Regions from separate parts of the Mus musculus genome. Here region 2 is linked to region 1. A link is a contact called in public Hi-C data. All regions are on one chromosome and are shown on one strand. The core of a region is the stretch at or near the end of the contact, and the rest is flanking DNA. Distances in the headings are between cores, read along the strand shown. Region 1 has its middle 170 kb from the start of Gm32656. Region 2 has its middle 200 kb from the start of Gm20125.

Region 1 (2,700 bases), core at 16-2,515:
TATACACACAAAGAATACAATTAGCTAGTGTAGGCCATACACTTATGTCAATGTTCAAATAGAGTAAACATCTCCTCCCTGAAAATTTCACAGACTTCTAAAGGCAATACCTAATGACCACGTTCTAGAACATACAGAAAACAGAACCTTGCTATTAGATTATTATTCACTCCAAGACACTGTTTCTAGAACTGTCAAGACAAAGTAAATTTCTTACTTTATTCATTCAACCATTCTCTATGTAGCATATGACTAAATGCAACAGCTATTTTCTGGCTGCTGGTTATCCAATGAGAGCATTGTGAGCTTGGCATGGGTGCTAGAGTTGGCTAAGAGATTAAGAACAGTTACCGCTCTTACTACAGAGGACCCAGGTTTAGGTCTCGATGGCCAAATGAGAGTTCACAACTGTCTGTTATACCAGTTTCAGAAGAATCCAGTCTTTCTCTGATCTTGATAGACTCCCACATATGTAAGGTGCACACACACATACACATAAAATAAAGTAAATATTCAGTCAAAATGGAATGAGGGCTATGTCACAAGCTGTAAGTTAGCAGCTAGCCAATGACTAGTGATGGAACTAATAATAATGATGATAATAATAACAATAATAATAGAACTGGTGTAAGGCAGCCAGTTCTAATGCTTCTAGCAAAATCACAATATTAACAGTTAATATTTCTCATGTATGCATTTAAAGTTCCAAAGCAGGACATCCTTGCTTGATTTGAGTTTCATTATATTTATATGATAGCATCAAAAAGCAGCAAAGCCATGTGTTTTGGAAACTTGTCTTCAGGAGATTCTAACCTCTGGTTCTCAGTAATCCGGGAAATATTTAGTTCTCATTTCTCACATGAGTCTGCAGCAGACAAGGAAGAAAAACAAAAGCTGGAAAAACAGAGCAGCTACATTTTTAGTACAGTGGGTATTTAGTACCGAGCTAAAAGCAGCTCTAGTTGAGGGGGAAGTATTTTGTCTTGGTGAGTCCACAGGGTAACAACGTCTTAGCTTGCGGTTTGTGGGTTTCCTTTGGTATACTCTGTCCCTCTAGATACTTCACTGTTGTTTCCTAATTTAAAATTCACCATTTCAAAATGTTCTATGTTTTCCTACTTAATGTCAGAAAATTTCCAAACTGTTCTACTTTGATAGCAATTTATTGAAAAAAAATCATGAAAATGCACAGTTTAGAGGCTTATCTCATAGGCCTCCAGCATCCGTGTGATATGTGGTCAGTTTTTGGACTACATTGCTGTTAAATCCATGTGTAATACGATCATCATTCCTAAATGTCTACATGGATGTCTACATAGGTGATATCCCAGTGGGAACTAGCCAGCACCATCAGAGCAAGCACGGCACACACTTGTTCCCAGTTTCTCCTGGATCGTTTGGACATTCTCTCCACTCTTCCTTATTCTTCCTTCCTTAACAGGATTCAACTTTTGTTTCTTCTTCACTGGAGCTTAAACCATACTGTGACAGTGTTATGGGGTTTGCCCTTCACTTCCTTTAGCTATATCTGGCATCCTCTGACTTCTTCTTTACTGGTAACAGTGTGGTGAGCAGGGCTCAAGGGTTCTGGAGTTCTTAGAACTGGACTTCAGATAAGAAGTAACGGTGTCTTAAACATCCCTTCCTAAGAAGTTCAGAGGAACTACATAATATAATACTTCCTACATGGGATTGAAAGAATCACAAAATCACTTTGCTCAAATAATTCAATTTTATACTTAACAATTAAGAAAAAAAAGAATGTTTAAGCTTAAAACCTTCAAACATAGCTTCTCTGAATCTACAGTGACTCAGTTGCCTTATAGAATATTTAGGAGTTCTATTAGAGGTTTTTAAAATGATAGTATTGGAGAATTCTGAAAAGAAAATGGCAGCACTACTAATAAAGTACAATAAGTGGGTATCAGGATTAGAACTGCAATATCATGTTAAAATTTCTACCTAGCTTGGTTGTCTGATTTTAGACATTTAAGGACTTTGGGGGGATGTTGTAGTAACTTTCCTGTGCTTCAACTGATTTCCTAAGACTTCGGGCAAGTCAATTTCCTTCAGAACACCTCGGCTTGTTACCATTTGTGAAACAGGAATGGGAACATCTCTAAATAGAACTCTCCGGAGAGTTCTGAAGTTGCTTCAAATGAAGCTGTTACATAACCAGGAAGCAGATCTTTTGTTTTTCTTCTTCTCAGGTAAATCCACAGAAGCTCTTTCAGTGGACATAATTAGATTGCCTGTTAGACCCTAGAAGTTACTTCCATCCCAACAGGGTATTGAACTTCCAGTCTGAATCGATCTTCATCATTTGCAGGTTACCAGGGCAGTACTTACGAAAGTGCACCATCTCATTCACAGAAATACGCTGATTGGGGAGTCAATAGCACATGTAAATGTTCTCCTGCAAGGACCCTGATAAATAAGAAAAATGTGGACACACTACAGGCAACTTGTGCCTAATTCCCTGTTCCGATTGTATTTTACTGCAAAACTCTTCTGGCTTCTCTCCTCTGAATAGCACAAAATAACTAGACGTATATATACCCGTATGTACTCTGTGCATATACTTATATTGCCTCCTGGAGTCCATTTCCCCTGCTCAGAAAATTGGCAAACTATCAGATTTGAGGACCAAACTGTTTTCAACATGTAAAGTTTATACAGATTAATGCTGCTCAGTGAATT
Region 2 (2,700 bases), core at 89-2,588, 190 kb before region 1:
AATGGTCATGGCAAGAAGCACATGACAGTAACAGAAAAAAAAAATCACCTCATGCCAGGATGAGAAAGGAGAGAAAGAAAGGTCTTGCTTCCAGTGACATAGAACCTTCCACTAGGCCATCTCTTAAAATTTCTACATGTCAACTGGAGCCCAAACCTTTAACAGATGGACTTTTGGAAGCATTTTTATTCAAACTATGGCCACCCTTTCCCACAAAACAAAACTTTCATTTAAAGTAGCCATACTATCATGCAGATACAATGGCAAAGCTAAGCCACTGGATTTTGAAAAACTAATGTCTCTGTGGCTAGACCCTCAATCTGTTGTATTTATGATCTTTAGTATCCCCTGTCTTATAAATCAAAAGAATAACATGATCTTTGCCCATCCAAAAAAATAATAGTTTAAATAGGTAGCAGTGTCACACAAATACAATGGGAGAGTAGATCTAGGCTACACTAATACCAAAGATAATTAGTATTAACAGTAAAGATATTGGCACAGCTATTAAAATCATCAGAGGTTTCAAAAAGAGTTATGAGAGTTATAGAAATTAGTGAATGGTGCAGAAAGGGAGAGTAAAGCTCATAACACATGCTTATAAGCTCGGTACTCAGATGCAGGAGGAGCAGAAGCAGTTTGAGCCAGCCTGGGTTATTGAAAGGAATTCCAGGACCACCTGGGCCAAATTTAAAAAAAGAAAAGAAAAGAAAAGAAAAGAAAAGAAAAGAAAAGAAGAGGAGAGGAGAGGAGAGGAGAGGAGAGGAGAGGAGAGGAGAGGAGAGGAGAGGAGAGGAGAGGAGAGGAGAGGAGAGGAGAGAAGAGAAGAGAAGAGAAGAGAAGAGAAGAGAAGAGAAGAGAAGAGAAGAGAAGAGAAGAGAAGAGAAGAGAAGAGAAGAGAAGAGAAGAGATAAAGCTCCAACTCTGGATAGTAAGCAGAAACTGTAAATTCAGTATCTTAATATGGTTAAGAGTCCTTGTCCATGTGGGCTGGGTGTACAGTAGAGAAATGATGGTTGAATGATGGAGCAATCCAAGCCTGGAGAGCCTTAAAAGTCTAAGCAGGGGATGGCAGAACTAGTATGTTGAGAAACAGGCACAATAAAAACATAAAAAGAAGCATTGTCACCAAGAGATAACAAGATATAGGCCTTGGGATGAATTGGGGGCTGAGAAGTTAATTGCTGGAACATATAAACAACTAAACAGAAGGCTACAGACAGGATTAAGCAGGTCATAGTAAGTGCTGGAATCTATTTGTGGCTCACAATAAGGAACAAGGAGGGATGCTTTAGCAATGAAGAACATAGGTCAGAAGTATGCATTAGTCAGGAGCTTGATATCTCTACTGGAGAAGCTCAAATACAGACTTCCCTAAATGGATCATTGTGGGCTGCTGGCTTCTCAGAATCGTTCAGTCCTGCAATGCTCTGATCCTCAGCACAGGAGAATCACGCAGGAATTGGGTTATTTCTTTTCTTGATCTTTAGTCTGCCGTTCCTTGCTGAGTTGCTGGAGTGCTGCTACAGATCACATACTTTTTCTGTGTCTCCATTTTAGTATCTATAAAATAGAAATTGGATTGTTACCCATCTCACAGCAGTGCCACAGAGCCTGTGAAATATTGGGCCCTAGGAAATACTGGGCATTTGGGAGGTGGGGAGAAAAGTGGGGACTTGTGATAAATAGGAGACACAGACCACCTAGAATCAGATATACTTTCACTTTGAGAGCTTCATGGTTCATATCTTGCAGGTGATCAGGCTTTATCGAGGACAAATATATTCATATATGCAAACTCTGGCTCATCCAGAACATTAAGGACCACAAATCTTCTGCAGTTCCAAAGTTGCAATGGTAAAGCTATGAGAACAAACGTTTGCAAATGTGTAATTGTCACACAAAGTGATTCTTCTATGTATTTAGTGTTCTGCAAAGAAGTGTGTGAAGTGAGCATGAAGGGGCAGTGAAGACTCTGCAGGAGTGGTTGTTAGAAGACTGGCCAAGGCAAATCATTCTCAGATAATCAGCACTGCTGGAAACCAGTTATCATCTTCCAGGCATCAAGCACCGCACTCCTGATATGCAAAAGTGATACTGTGTGCTACTGAAAACCCACACAGGAAGTGTCTCAGTCATGGTGAAACAAGCCAATGTCAAACAGGGAACTGTCTCTGGGAACATCTAGTCCAACACCTTTGCTTTAGTGGGTGAAGAATAAGGATAATCAGTACGATAAAAAGATAGAAGTGGAACTCTCTAAGTGTGGGGACATACTGCTCGCTTTTTCCCCCCCATGTTTCTTCATTCAGGATTTTTAAAAATTTATTTTATTAGATATTTTCTTTATTTACATTTCAAATGCTAGTCTGAAAGTTCCCTATACCCTCCCCCCACCCTGCTCCCCTACCTACCCACTCCCACTTCTTGGCCCTGGTGTTTCCCTGTACTGTTCACTTTTTGATAGTCCTCTCTCTCTCTGAGATTCCAACCTTGACATGACCAAAGTGAACAGGGACAGCAAAGGAAGGGAAAGGAAGAGGACGAAAAGGATATGAACCATTCAGATTAACAGACTCCTTTGAGAAGCTCTGGGGTGTCCCCACTATCTATCCTCACAACACACATGGAGCCTAAAAGAGATGTAGGAAGGAAGGGAGATGATATATTGTAAATTATGTAAGAGACAGAATACATACC

What was found. Hi-C and Micro-C count contacts between places; a contact is called where the count stands out from the background.
Region 2: a Hi-C map of the G1E-ER4 cell line shows a contact between it and region 1, with 6 times the contacts expected there. The contact joins two enhancer-like sites. A contact is called at or near these places in 4 of 484 Hi-C or Micro-C datasets (ECoMG myeloid progenitors, ECoMG-derived neutrophils, the G1E-ER4 cell line and 1 more).

Annotation. Positions count from the first base shown.
Region 1 is chr10:17,484,141-17,486,840 of GRCm38.p6, forward strand. No RefSeq gene overlaps it. Among named protein-coding and RNA genes, the nearest start is that of Gm32656, 170 kb to the right of the region's middle. Within about 2 kb of position 1,266, at least 89 of the 459 cell types and tissues checked have an H3K27ac peak or open chromatin away from gene starts, as enhancers often do. A contact at or near this core is called in the G1E-ER4 cell line, where this site is marked.
Region 2 is chr10:17,293,298-17,295,997 of GRCm38.p6, forward strand. No RefSeq gene overlaps it. Among named protein-coding and RNA genes, the nearest start is that of Gm20125, 200 kb to the left of the region's middle. Within about 2 kb of position 1,339, at least 7 of the 459 cell types and tissues checked have an H3K27ac peak or open chromatin away from gene starts, as enhancers often do. A contact at or near this core is called in the G1E-ER4 cell line, where this site is marked.